Regions from separate parts of the Sus scrofa genome. Here all the other regions are linked to region 2. A link is a contact called in public Hi-C data. All regions are on one chromosome and are shown on one strand. Each heading gives the region's core, a stretch centred on a gene start, on an enhancer-like site or on the middle of the called end of the contact. The rest is flanking DNA. Distances are from core to core; before and after follow the strand shown.

Region 1 (4,481 bases), core at 1,426-3,925, 130 kb after region 2:
CATTTTTATCATTGTATAGTATTTTGTTATTAGGATATATCTCATTTTATCTGTCCATCACCCTACTAGTGGACATATGTGTCATTTCTTTTATTTTCCACTAATATAAAGAAGGCTGCAACCCATGCACAAGTGTGAGAATTTCTTTAGGGAAGGTTGTCACCTTGCACATTAGCTGCAAAATGAAAGGCACTATGGATTGTGAGACTGTATTCAGAAAGCCTATGGGATATACAACCAGCTGTGGAATCGCCATGTCGTAAGTTGTGTATCTTTTCATCTTTACAAAATATCGCCAAATTGCCTTCCAAAGTGTGAGTGTACTGGCAACATATAAGGATTCTTGTTGTTCCAACATGTTCACACTTAGAATTGATATATGTTTAAATTTTTGACTAGCTGAATATTTGAAATCATATCTTCTAATTATTTTGCCTAATGTATCTTAATTGCTTATTGGCAATTTGAGTTTCTTCTGCTGAAATTTCCTTGTTTTGTATATTTTGTCCACTTTTCTTTTGTAGGTTGTGGGGGAAGAGTCTTTTTCTTAATGGTTTGCAGGAGTTCTTTGAATACTAGCCCTTTGTTCAATATGATGCAGATTTTTATTCCTAGTCTGTAGCTTGTCTTTTAATCCAATTTATGGTATCTTTTGTTATATGACAGTTTAAATTTTGAGAGAGCCACAGATCAGTTTTCCCTTCTGAGTAAATGCTTTATAAAGAAACCCTTCACCACCATGAGATATACATATGGAGTTCTCGTTGTGGTTCAGTAGATTAAGAGCCCCACATAGGAGTGTGCAGCATAGGTCACAGATGCAGTTCAGATCTGGTGTAGGTCAGCAGCTGCAGCTCAGATTTGACCCCTAGCCTGGGAACTTTGATATGCTGCCGGTGCGGCCTTAAAAAGAAAAAAAATGTATATGCAGTTGACCCTTGAATAACATGAGTTTGAACTGAGCAGATCCACTTATGTGTGAATTTTTTTTCTTTTTTCTTTTTGGCTATTGCTGAAGAAGTTCCCAGGTCAAGGATGGAACCTGTATCACAGCAGTGACCGGAGCCACAGCAGTGACCGGAGCCACAGCAGTGAAAATGCCAGATCCTTAACCACCAGGTCACTAGGGAACGCCAGGATTTTTTTTTTTTCAATAAATATATACTACAGTACTACACAGTTGGAGGTTGGTTGAGTCCAAGGATGAGGGGAATACAGATAGGAAGGGCTGACTGTAAAGTTATGGTTGGTTTTTCAACTGCTTGGGAGTTGGCGCTCTTAACTGAAATATTTGTTTGCCATATTAATTTTCTTTTTCTTTTCTTTTCTTTCTTTCTTTTTTCTTTTTTTTTGTCTTTTTAGGGCTACATGGCATATGGAGATTCCCAGGCTAGGAGTCGAATAGGAGTTACAGCTGCTGGACTATGCCAGGCCATAGTAATGCCAAATCTGAGCCATGTCTTCTGCCTACACTGCAGCTTGCAGCAGTGCTGGATCCTTAACCCACTGAACGGGGCCAGGGATGGAATCAGCATCCTCATGGATACTAGTCACATTCATTACCGCTGAGCCACAACAGGAACTCTGCTATATTTATTCTTTAATCCACTAGAATTGGTTATCTATTTTTTACTCCTATGGAAAATCAGTTTCTCAGGGTCATTTATTGAGTTCTTCATCCTTTTGCTACTGATTTATGATGCCTCTACCTCTCTACTGTACACTAGATTCTCTTTCTCTCTCACACACACATGCATATACACACCCCTGTGTTTGTTTCTAGGATCCCTATTGTATTACATTAGTATTTGCCTCTCCATGCACCATAATGGGATTGATATACAAAGAAATATCTCTCTTCCTCAAAACATACACTTTGTTGTTTTGGTTTGACAAGGGCTCTCAATAATCCTAATTGGATTTGGAAAAATACATGTCTATATGATACCTCAAGTCTTTCTATCCATGTACATGGTATATCCCTCCACTTATTCATGTCTTCTTTAATGTTCTTCAATAATATTTTGTAATTTTCTCTATGAGAATATAGACTCCACAATATTTGTTGGTTTTGTTCACTGCTATAGCATCGGAGTCAAGAATGGCACAGGACATAGAGCAGATGCTTAATAAAAATTTGTTGTTTAATGAAATGTCATGTATATATTTTGTTAGACATATTCCTACATAACATATTTTTGTTGCTACGAAACAACAAAAAATTTTAAATAGTTTCTAATTTTTAATAGTTATCTCCCCTGGCAGAGTGGAATCAAGGCACGGAAGGACAAAGAGCCAATACAGGGTGCAATAACGAATAAATTGCCACTTGGGGTTATATGCAGGGGAGAGAATGAATCAAATGGTTAGGGAAGAGTGGGCACTAGTAGACAGCGTTGAGGTGAGTCCTGGCATAGAGTTGGTGCCTAAGAATTAAAGAGTGATTGAAAGGGACCAGAAATGACTGGTCATGTGACGAATTGAGCAGGTAATTTAGTGAAGGACCGTGTAAGGAAACTTAGATCCATGCACTGGTCAGAAGCTGACAACTTTTCAGATGCAGCGCTATTAGGTGCAGCCAGAGGAGGCGCTAGGCAGTGAGTGCCCACGGCTGGCAGTCAGTCTCTGGCCTGGTGTGCCCCAGGGGCGCGGAAGCATGGGGCTGGGAAAGAAAGGTTGAGGGAGTAGAAAGGTCTCGGCCACATCGGCCAGCACCGGCTACGATCGGCTACGATCGGCTTGGCTCTGTTTGCTGCGCGGGAAGGAGTGCCCTTGCCTCATCCAAACAGAGCGGCAGAGCGTCACTCCGTCACCTTGGCAACGAGACGCACAGGCTCGAGCCGGAGTCAGTGGCGGTTTGGAGCCGGCCCTGAGGAATCGTATCATGTCGCGACCTAAGGTAAGAGTGCCCCTAGATCCAGATGTTTCATCGCCCCTAGAGAGGGAGGGAAAACGCAGAGGGTTCAGAAGTTGAGGAGTCCTTCGAGGAGGGATTCCGGTTAGAATGAGAAGAAAATGATGAAATGAGAGAAAAGACTACAAGTCCCGGCATGCCGCGCGACGCCGGAGTTTCCGCGCTAGTCCAAGGAACCCAGTTTGCTGGCGGGAAATTTACGTAACTCTAGGATTCTAAACTGTACTCGGCGATTTTCGTGACCCTGAGGGACGCTCAGAATTTCTGATTTCCTGACCTGGAAAAGCTCTTAGAGATCTAGTCAGATCTAGTCACCCCACAGTCTTCTTGCTGCTGGCTCATCCATCTCCCAAATGCTAATTAGTGTCTTTTTCCAGGAGAGCCCAGAGTGCTGCCCAATGGGGACGCAGAGGTGAATCTGACAAGCCCCAGCCCTCTAGGAGTGCACAGGCCCATCCGTGTCCCCATTTCAAAAGTGGAAAAGATTAGACGCAGAGAGAGGAATGAATGACTCTAGAATCCAGGTCTCCCACCTCAGCCTGCTTCTTAACACGTGTTCCACCTCCATTTCTTTAATTCCCTCCCGAGGGTAATCACTCAGCAAAAGATGAGTGATTACATTGGGTCCATCCAGTTAATACAGGATAATCGCTGTTTTAAAGTCAGGTGCTTCACAACTTTAATTCCATCTACAACCTTAATTTCCCTTTGCCCTGTAATATAACATATTTATAGATTTGAACATGGGCACATTTTGAGGAGCATTATTCTGTTTACCACAATATACCATCATCACATAATTGGAAAATGAAAATGTAAAAACTTACAATAGGATCACAAAAAAAAAACCCCATACCTATGAATAAATCTAATTTTAAAAGTTTAAGACTTCTGTACTGAAAACTAGAAAACATTATGGGAATAAATTAAAGACAAATTAATAAAGAGATAGACCATATTCATAGAATGATGAATACAATAATTTATGATGTTACTTCTTCCCCAAATGATCTGTACATCCAATACAATCCCAATAAAAATATCAATATGCTTTTTTGGGTAGAAATTAGCAAGCTGATTCTAACATTTATATTGAAGTCAGAGGACCTCAAATTGCAAAGACAATCTTGAAAAAAAAAAAGTTGGAGGACTTGTACTACCTGATTTCAAGATTTACTAGAAAGCTAATTAAGACAGCGTGATAGTGACCTAAGAGTAGACAAATAAGTCAATAGAACAGAATAGAGTCTAGAGATAGATCCACCTATACATAGGCAATTGAATTTTGTCAGAAGAGCCCAAAGACTTCAGTGAGAAAAGGGAAAGTCTTTCAAATAAAGACCCTGGAGCAACTGAATAAACATACATAAATATGAGCAAATAAAAAATATTTTACTTGGATAATGCTGGAGGAGTTAGAGGGGTTGAATGGACAAAAGGGATAAAATTTCACTTGCTGGAGTTCCTGTCATGGCTCAGTGGTTAATGAATCCAACTAGGAACCATGAAGTTGCAGGTTCAATCCCTGGCCTTGCTCAGTGGGTTAAGGATCCAGCATTGCCATGAG
Region 2 (4,488 bases), core at 643-3,142:
CTCATCATTTCTATATGTGTCTCTAAAAAATAAGGAGTGTTAAAAAATAAAAGCACCCCCCCCACTCTTGCAGGGGTTTTAAAATTTTTTGTTTTCCTTGGAACTCCCTCCTTCCCTTTCTTTCTTTTTCTGTTTCTATTTTTTTTGGTCCCACCTGTGTCATTTGGAAGTTCCAGGGCCAGGGATCAAACTCTCACCACAGCAGTAACCAGCACCTCAGCAGTGATAACTTGGGATATATGGCTGAGCCAGCAGGGAACTCCTGATGTTTATGTCTTGAAGAAACTAGATCTTTTTTTCCTGTCAAATTTTCCCATCTGGATTTTGCTGATTGAATCCCCGTGGAGTCAATTAATAAGACTTTTTTTTTTTTTTTTTCCAGCACCAATGGCACATGGAAGTTCCCAGGCCAGGGATTGAACCCAAACCTCAGCTATGATTTGCCATAGCTGCAGCAATGCTGGATCCTTAACCCACTGGGCTGGGCTGGGGGGCTTGTAATGGAGTCCCCACACCCCAGAGACAAGCAGGATCTTTAACCTGCTGTGCCACTGTGGGAACAGCAATACTTTAAAAATTACTATAATCTCATATATTAATATTTATGAGATCTGGTATGGCAATTTCTATTATGTTTTCAAAATTCAGATGCTCTTTCTCTTCCACATGAATTTTAGAATCAACTTGGCAAATTCCATGACAAAACCTATCAGGATTTTCATTGGAATTGCCTTGAACTTTTTTGGGGGTCGGGGGGTGTGCCCAGGGCATGAGGAAATTCCCAGGCCAGGGATCCACCCCAGACACAGCAATGAGAACGTGGAATCCTTAACCACTAGGCCACCAAGAAACTTTGTGCCTTGAACTTTTAACATGGAAAATTTACAGTATTATATATATCCCCATCTATTAATAAGGTATATACCCTTATTTAATTATTTTTATAGTTACTCAACGAAGTTTTCCCTTTAGAAAAATCTACTGTGAAGATCTTAGGTATATTTTTCAAAACTTTGTAGCCTTTCTTGTTATATGTGTTTATTTTGGCCTCCCACGCGGCAAATGGAGTTGCCTGGCCAGGAATAAGATCCTAGCCAAAGCAGCACTTGCGGCAAAATCACAATTCCTGACCCTGAACCCACTGTGCCCAACCGGGGATCCAATATCAGTCCCAGCGCTCTCAAGAGACCAATGATCCCACTGCACTACAGAGGAAACTGCTTTTGTTATTACGAACGTTCATCTTCTTGTTCTGTCCTTGCTATTATCCTCTAATTGACTACTGATGATGTATAGGACCAGACATTCTTAATTCAAATCCCATCTCCTCCACTTAAAAAATATGACTTTTGATGTTTATTCAACTTCTCTGGGCCTTTGTTTTCTCTTCTACAATACGACAGTAAAAAAGCTAAGGATGTAGATGGAATTAAAAGGGGAGGACCAAGCACCGCCAAATCACCGCTTTAGCCAGTAATATCAGGGCGTGGACTGGATAAAGAGTTCGAGAGACTCCACACTTGGCAGAGACTCCGGGGGCGAGTCTATATTGCATGCAGAGGACTCGATGTTAAAACGAAGTGAATTCTCGTGAATATTCAAAGCACTATGCATAACTACAGGGAGAATAATAAAAAAAAATGAGAAATTCTCTTCCGTGAATGTTTTGGGGAGGTCCAGGACGCACGCCGTTCTGTTACCTAAATTCGACCTCCACCTCTTCAGTTGGTAGTACCATCTTTCCCAAAGAGTTTGGAGCGAAGCATTCTGGGCTTTGTAGTAATTTCTTCTTTGGAATTATCCCTACCGACTCAGGCTCTTGTACTACATTTCCCAGAAGCCTCTGGGGCCGGTTGTTTGCTCGTCCCTCAGGCTGACTTCCGGCGCCGCTGAGATCTCTCGGGCCAATCGGGAGGCTGGGCTAGCCGGATCCTGGCTCTCTGATTGGTGCGTTTGACTGGAGAGTCTGGGTTCAAATTTTCAACGGTACTGAATGAATCCCGCGGCGGGTTTTCTGGGCGGTCGGTTGTCAGCGCCGAGGTGAGGTGAGCCGTGGGGAGAAAAGGGGAGCACCCAGGGCTCAGGGCAGGCTTCTCCCTGATTTCGAGCTTCTGGAGGTCGCCTCCCAGCGCTGCCTTGAGGGCCTGGCTTCTGGGAAAGTGTGCTGCAGGGGCGCCGTTCTGTCCTGCGTAGCGGGAGCCGGGCTTCCGGCCACCCTTCTCTTGGTAATAGGATTTCCCCGTGAAGTCCGTCCGGATCGGGTCTAGCGAGCTGTGTCTTCAGGTAGAGGCAGAGGCCGGCTTGGGAAATAGGTGGAAGGAGGAGTTGGGGGAGACTATGGGCTAAGGATAACGGTAACGACAATTATATTACCCAGCACACATGAAACAGGCGTTTATTGGACTAAGCACTGTTTTCTCATTTAATTTTCACCCAAAGCCGGTGAAGTTAGTGCTATTCTTATCCTTCTTTTATAGGGAGTAAACTGAGGCCTGTAATCTAGAAACATTTTGAGAAAAGGGTGATAAACTGTAGCCCCGCCCTCAAGAAGGCATTTAGCGGAGGAAAACAGCCACAGACAACTGCATTTCAGAACAACTGTGTAAGTTGGAAAGGTAAATGAGGTGGTGTGAGAACATAATTGAGGGCAAGTTTAATTCCACTTGGAGTTGTCTTTCTGTTGGGGGATTTAAAATTCATTGTTTTATCCCTGTCTGCCCAGCCCTTCCTCTTTGTGTGGAACCACTAGTTACTATTGCCTTTCTAATTTCCTATCCTAAAACATGTAGAGATTGAAGAGGGAAGGAAAAGTGAACCAGGCTATAATATTGTGGGATTGTTTTTTTTCTCCTGTTCTCTTTTTTTCCTTTTGTTCGCCCCCGGCAGCATATGTGCCACAGTTGGAACCCTTCCCTGGTTTCTAGATACATGGTTTCTTTTCTCACGACTTTCTAATATTCAAGTACCAAGCATTTCCTGCCAATCAGTCCTGCTTGGGACAAGACAGCATCTGAGTGCTCTACTGATTTCGCTTTATTTATTTATTTATTTTTTAAACTTATTATTATTTTGTCTTTTTAGGGCCAAACGAGGGGCATATGGAAGTTCCCAGGCTAGGGGGTCAAATAGGAGCTGTAAGCTCCTGGCCTATGCCGCAGTTCATGGCAATGCTGTATCCTTACTCACTGAGCAAGGCCAGGAATCAAACCCATACCCTCATGGATACTACTTGGGTTTGTTACTCCTGGGCCATAACAGGAACTCTCTGATTTTGCTTTAAGATCATTGCTTGGATTTCTCCCTGGTTCAGCCTTACCTTATCTTGCCATCCTATGGCCTGTCTTTGAATTTGTCTCACTCATCAGATGTCAACATTTGAACTATTTTCTGTGTTACTAAGGATATTTTTATGTTGTGATCTCAGTATATCACACCCCCTGTCCTGCTATCCCTAAATCAAACTTGGTTGTTTTGGAGTCATACTGTGAGTGTGTCTGTTCAGCATTAAGTTGTCACTCTTGGTTTCAAAATTATTGTGGTTCCCAGCTCACTCAGGTAATTAATTGACCTTTGAGGGTTGTACTCTGTGCTCAGATTGGTACTAGATGCTGTGCATATACAGATATGAGGTTTCTGCTATGCTTCAGGACAAAAGTCTGAATCAAATTGACAAGTGACAATTAGCACAAAACAGCATCTGAGTGCTCTGTTGTTTTGTACTGTAAGTGCCCTGGCAATTTAGAGGTGAGGGAGATCAAGGAGTCTTAAAAGGGACAAGGGTGAGCGTTCCCCGTTAGCTCAGTCTTAACCAGCATTGTCACTGCTGTGGCTCAGGTTCAATCCCTGGTCCAGGATCTTGTGCATGTCTCAGGCACAGCTAAGAAAAGACACACACAAAAAACAAAAAGCAACCCAAAAAACACCCCAAAACAGGCAGGAGTGGCTTTGGGAAGCAGGTAGGACACAAACTACTCTTGATAAAGTGAATTTAGTTAGAACTGAACTAGAACCATCTTGGTGCATGAAAATCTCTCATTCAATATCTGTTGAATTAGAAAGGCAAGAAGGCTTTATTTAAATTGACTACACAATTTCATATATGTGAAACTGAATTTATTGAAATAGGACGGCAAATTTGTTTAAACTTTCAAATTATTTATTTTAATTTTTTTCTTGTCCATCTCTTATTGATTTATTTATTTATATTTTTTCCACTGTATAGCATGAGGACCAAGTTACACATACATGTATACATAATTTTTCCTCCCATTGTTGTGTTTCGATGTAAGTATCTAGACATAGTTTTCAGTGCTACACAGTAGGATCTCATTGTAAAATTTCAAATTATTTAAATAAAACAGTTATTTTGGCCAGCCTTGTACTTAAGTCTATGTAGTCTAACCTTAGTAAAGTTAATTTATCCTGCAGCTGCAATTAAGCTTCTTCAGGAGACAGGATTATGTGGGAAGCTTCTTCATTTCTTGTTTA
Region 3 (4,550 bases), core at 250-2,749, 66 kb before region 2:
GACAAAAGATAAAAATAGGAAAAGAATGAATCTGCCATAAGTTAATTGTTGAAGCTCTATGATGAGTACCCAGGGTTTGTGTATGACCATGGAAACTTCTCTAAGATTCACTATTAAGGTGGAAAAAGCAAGGCACAGTATGTATATTACCATTTGTGTAAAAAAAAAGGATCAGAATATATATATATTTTGTCTTTTCAGGGCCGCACCAGTGGCATATGGAAGTTCCCAGGCTAGGGGTCAAATCCGAGATGCAGCTGCTGGCCCACGCCACAGCCAGAGTCACAGCCACAGCCACAGCCACAGCAATGCGGATCTGAGCCGAGTCTGTGACCTACACCACAGTGCACGGTAATGCTGGATCCTTAACCCACTGAGCAAAGCCAGGGATTAAACTCCCACCCCACATAGTTGGGTTCTTAACCTGCTCAGCCACAATGGAAACTCCGAGAATATATTTATATTTATGTATTAGCCTTTGTATAAAGAAGTTTCTAGAAGGGTGGATATTAAGAATCTGGGGAGGGGACCTTGAGTGGCTAGGTTAAGGGACAGGGGTCAGGGACGCATTGTGGGCCTAAGGGTAGCAGGAGGCTGGAGGCTTTGGTCTTGAACCAAGGGGAATGGTGACCCTGAGCCCCAGGAGAGCCGTGACAAGTTCTTTTTTTTAGGGCCGCATCTGCGGCATGTGGAGGTTCCCAGGCTAGGGGTCTAATCGGAGCTACAGCTGCCAGCCTACGCCACAGCCACAGCAACGCTGGATCCGAGTGGAATCTGCCACAGTTATGACAACGCTGGATCCTTAACTGAGAGAGGCCAGGGATCGAACCCGCAGCCTCATGGTTCCTGGTCAGATTCGTCTCCGCTGGGCCATGACGGGACCTCCCCTTGGCAAGTTCTGAATCTGGTACCCATGAGTTGGAAGTGTAGACGTCCTTCCGGTGAACATGGCAGAGGATGGAGGGGAGGACACCACGGAAATCTGGCCAGACAGAGGTCGTGGGCACTCTGGGAGGGAATCTGGGTTGGGAGTGGCTTTTAGGTGGCAACCATCGGCCACCAGGGGGCAGTCAAGCTCGGTCCTTAAGGGTGGTGGGGCGGAGAGCCTGAGGCAGGTCCTGCCCCCCAGGCCCGCCCCCTTAGCTGGAGTTCTGCTCCCTTTCCCAGACCCCTCCCTGACCTCTGGCCACAGCCACGTGAACTCCATGAGGAGCACCTCCTTCCTCCTCCTAGGAGTCCGCTTGATGGTGGGGTCATCGCTGCTGCCCCCTCAACTTCCAGCACCCCCAAACTTTGCTAGGTTATCTCATTCAATCTTGATGACAACTGCTTGAGATGGGCACTACCGTCCTACCCATTTCATAGATGGGAAAGCTAGGGCATAGAGAGGCTAGGTAACTTGCCCAAAGACCAGGAATGCTGACTCAGGATACACACCTGGCCTGTCCACCCTCAGAACTGGAGCATTAACCAAACCATGGCTTCTCCACTCTGCTCCCCTTTGAGAACCTTCTTCACACAGCAGCCAGAGGGCGCTTTGGGGGCCATAAGGGGTATATCACTCCCTGACAACCTTCCTCTGGCTCTCCCTGCCCTCAAGATCAAGTTCGGTCCCCCTCAATCCACCTCTGGCACCATATTGACCCAGGAGCCCACAGACACACCGACTTTTCTTCAACCTGAAGAAAACTCTTTGCTCTTCCTGTGCATTTGCTTCAACAGAGCCACTCTTGCCTCCCTGCTTCTTTGGGATAATTCTTATAGCCTGCCTGTTCAGGCCCTGGCTCTGATGTCACTTCCTCCAGGGAGCCCTCCCTGAATCCCAGACAAGCTCAGGTTCTGTGTGAAATGCTGTTGGACACTCGTTACGAGCCTTTTGGGTTGTACTGGTCTCAGACATGTGCTTCGCTTTGTAATTATAATCATACCCCTATTCCCAAATCTCAAATCACCTCTCTAGCGCTCTCACTGATCCAGCAGCCAGTCTTGGGGCATTATCTTTAAAACGTTATCTCAAATCTGACCCCTTCTTACCTCCTTCCCCATTAGGTCCTTTATGTCTTGCCATGATTCCTCAGGGTCACCCTGTTGCCTCCTCTGCCCTGCAACAGCTGGCACCATCCTTATATTCATCTGGCTGTCCCCACTGCCCTCCCTGGCAGCCTCTCTGCCAGCCAAGCAGCCCCCACCCCCACCCCCCCGCTGGCCCCGTCCCGCAGCACACTGAAGCCTGGGCCCTTTGTTCACTGAATCAACACAGTTTATTACTGAACTGCACTTTCACCTTCACACAGACTATTTCAAAGAGCTGGAACAAGTGTGGGGTGGGGGTTGGGGGAGGGACAGGTGTCCCTCAGGAGCCAGGACCCCCGGCTGGCTTCCCCGGACCAGGGCAGGGGAGGGAGCATCAGGCTGTTTGACCTCCGGGCACCAGCTCTCCACGTGCACACGCACAGCAAGCCAGCAGCTCCTCACACATAAATACAGACACGCTTAACAAAAATAGTATATCATCTTCACAAGGAATAAAAACTAGTCTCAAATATGTACAGCAGAGAGCCCGGGGTGGCCGGGGCTAGGCCGGGACCCCCAGGGATGAGACAGGCCATGGGTGGAGCAGAGGAGAGAAGGAGGCCTGAAGAGCTCCTGGCCAGGCCACTCTGACCTCGGCAGCCCGGCTGCCCAGGCTGAACGAGGGTGGTGCACAAATCGTTTGGGCCAGGCAGGCAGGTCTGGCCCCTCCAGCAGCCCTCCCTTCACGGCAGCATGAGGCTCTCCTTCCTGCCCTTCTTGCCTGAGGTAGGGAAGACCCTAGGGCTCCCACAGCTGCTCCCTGTAGCTCCCCTCACCTCTGGCTGAGGCTCCTGACCCCCATGGGCAGCAGCCCAAGGCAAAGATGCCACAGGCTGATCTCCTTGCAGGAAGTGAGGCAGCTGAGGCCATAAACAGCTCTGGGGCACCTGTCTAGGGCCCAGTTGGTCCCTCAGTCATGGTCATGGGAGCTGGGGAAGAGGAAGGGGAAGGGAGCGGAGGTGGTGCTAAACCGCGAGGGCCACCCGAGCTTTGGCGTGGGGTGCTTCCTGCAGCTACAGCCCCCTCCATCCCAGGTGGGGCTGACCTCTAGCCAGAGGCCTCTAGTGGACACTGGGATTTGGGGGTAGGGACTTTGGCCAGGCCAGAGGTGGGGAGAGGGTCCTGGTCCTTTTTACTTTCTCCCAAGCAGCCTGAATCCGTAATTAGTCAGAAGTGGCCCTAAGTAGCTCTTGGAGGGTGGGCATGAAAGGAAGGGGAGCCCAGGTCCGGGAGGGGGAAGACAGGAAATGATCAATTCTGAGGCCACAAACATCAAAACGAAGGCAATCTAGTCTCTTTTTCTGGGGAAAAGGGTCAGAAAGCTCTCTGTGTCCTGGGCAGGAGAGCATTCTCTGGGAGGCTGGGGGAGGGGCTCCACCTATTAGGCAGGGAATTCTGGCCCCTGCCACAATCCCTCCACCACCCTGGCACCTGCCAGCTTCCATGGGGCAGATTTGGGGGAAACTTTGTGGGTTTTGAGGCCAGGAGAACTGAGGTGTTGGGGAAGGCGGCTCTCACAGAAGCATGGTAGATTCTAGAAACTAACTGCAGGGGACCAGGTTAGGCCCAACCCTGTGAGGGGTGGGTAGCGGTGGGCTGCACGTAGTGGTTCTCCTGGTGGCAATGGTGGCTGGACGGAGGGACGTGGTGGGGGCGGGGGGGGGTGTGAGAAGGTGAGTAGGTGGTCAGTGTCTGGTCATTTCCGACTGAAGAGCGAACCCAGCAGAACCACCCCAGCTAGAGTCATGCCCGTCAGGAACCATCGGTTGAAGCGCTCCTGGCCCTTCCGGCTCTCAGCTGCTGCATTGTTTCCGTAGAGTTCCACAAAAGTGTCCTGCAGGGAGACAGGAGAGAAAGGGAACATGTGGTTTGAGGCCTCAAACTGTGCTGAGGGTGGGTGGGCCGAAGGGGGGCTGTCTGCATGCAGTGGCTTTGGTGATTTGAGAAACAGTAGCTGTCTGTGACCTCTCTTGGCCAGAAAAAGGGTTAAGGGCTGCCCTCCCTCCTGACCCTCGGGTGGGAAAAACCAACCCATTTTACTGTTGAGAAAATAGGTGCAAAGTGGGAAAGAGTTTTGTCCAAGGTCAGACAGCTTCAGAACCTGGGGTGGGAAAGGGATGGCCAGGGGCAGGGGACTGACAGGAAGCCAGGTGGCCGGAGAAGCATGACAAGAGGAAGGGAGAAAGGAGTTGAGGGTGTGGGATGAGCGAGAGTTGGACCACGCGTGGTCTGGAGTTTGGAGTTGAGCCCAAGGGCAGTGCAGAACCACCAGGTCTCAGGCTTCCCACTGCTGCAACAGAGGGAGGGAGGGAAAGAAAGAGGAGAGACAGGGCTAAATTCCCAGAGCGATTCAGGGGCAGAGCAGGTCTGCAGGGAGGCTCTGACCAGGACAGGCGGATGGGTGGGCAGAGCAGGGCAGAGTAGAGACAGTAAGAAATGATGCAGGACTGGGAGTTCCCATCATGGCACAGCGGAGG

Evidence for each region. A called contact is a pair of places that touch in the nucleus more often than the background predicts.
Region 1: a contact with region 2 is called in a Hi-C map of liver, with 13 times the contacts expected there. The contact joins the promoter of TTLL9 here to the promoter of TPX2 in region 2. A contact is called at or near these places in 3 of 47 Hi-C or Micro-C datasets (heart right ventricle, liver and skeletal muscle).
Region 3: a Hi-C map of fetal liver shows a contact between it and region 2, with 1.9 times the contacts expected there. The contact joins the enhancer-like site here to the promoter of TPX2 in region 2. A contact is called at or near these places in 8 of 47 Hi-C or Micro-C datasets (alveolar macrophages, blood, embryonic fibroblasts and 4 more) and 2 of 2 datasets of contacts at active chromatin or transcription factors (alveolar macrophages and skeletal muscle).

Annotation. Positions count from the first base shown.
Region 1 is chr17:35,555,698-35,560,178 of Sscrofa11.1, forward strand. It overlaps TTLL9 (probable tubulin polyglutamylase TTLL9), which reads left to right and starts at 2,676. Exons shown (of 15, transcript XM_003483936.4): 1 at 2,676-2,899. The coding sequence starts at 2,885.
Region 2 is chr17:35,429,379-35,433,866 of Sscrofa11.1, forward strand. It overlaps TPX2 (targeting protein for Xklp2), which reads left to right and starts at 1,893. Exons shown (of 19, transcript XM_021078098.1): 1 at 1,893-2,045; 2 at 2,478-2,615.
Region 3 is chr17:35,363,897-35,368,446 of Sscrofa11.1, forward strand. BCL2L1 (BCL2 like 1) reads right to left here. Exons shown (of 2, transcript NM_214285.1): 2 at 3,763-3,907. The coding sequence ends at 3,770. Among named protein-coding and RNA genes, the nearest start is that of BCL2L1, 48 kb to the right of the region's middle. Within about 2 kb of position 1,500, at least 35 of the 83 cell types and tissues checked have an H3K27ac peak or open chromatin away from gene starts, as enhancers often do. A contact at or near this core is called in alveolar macrophages, fetal liver, liver and 2 more, where this site is marked.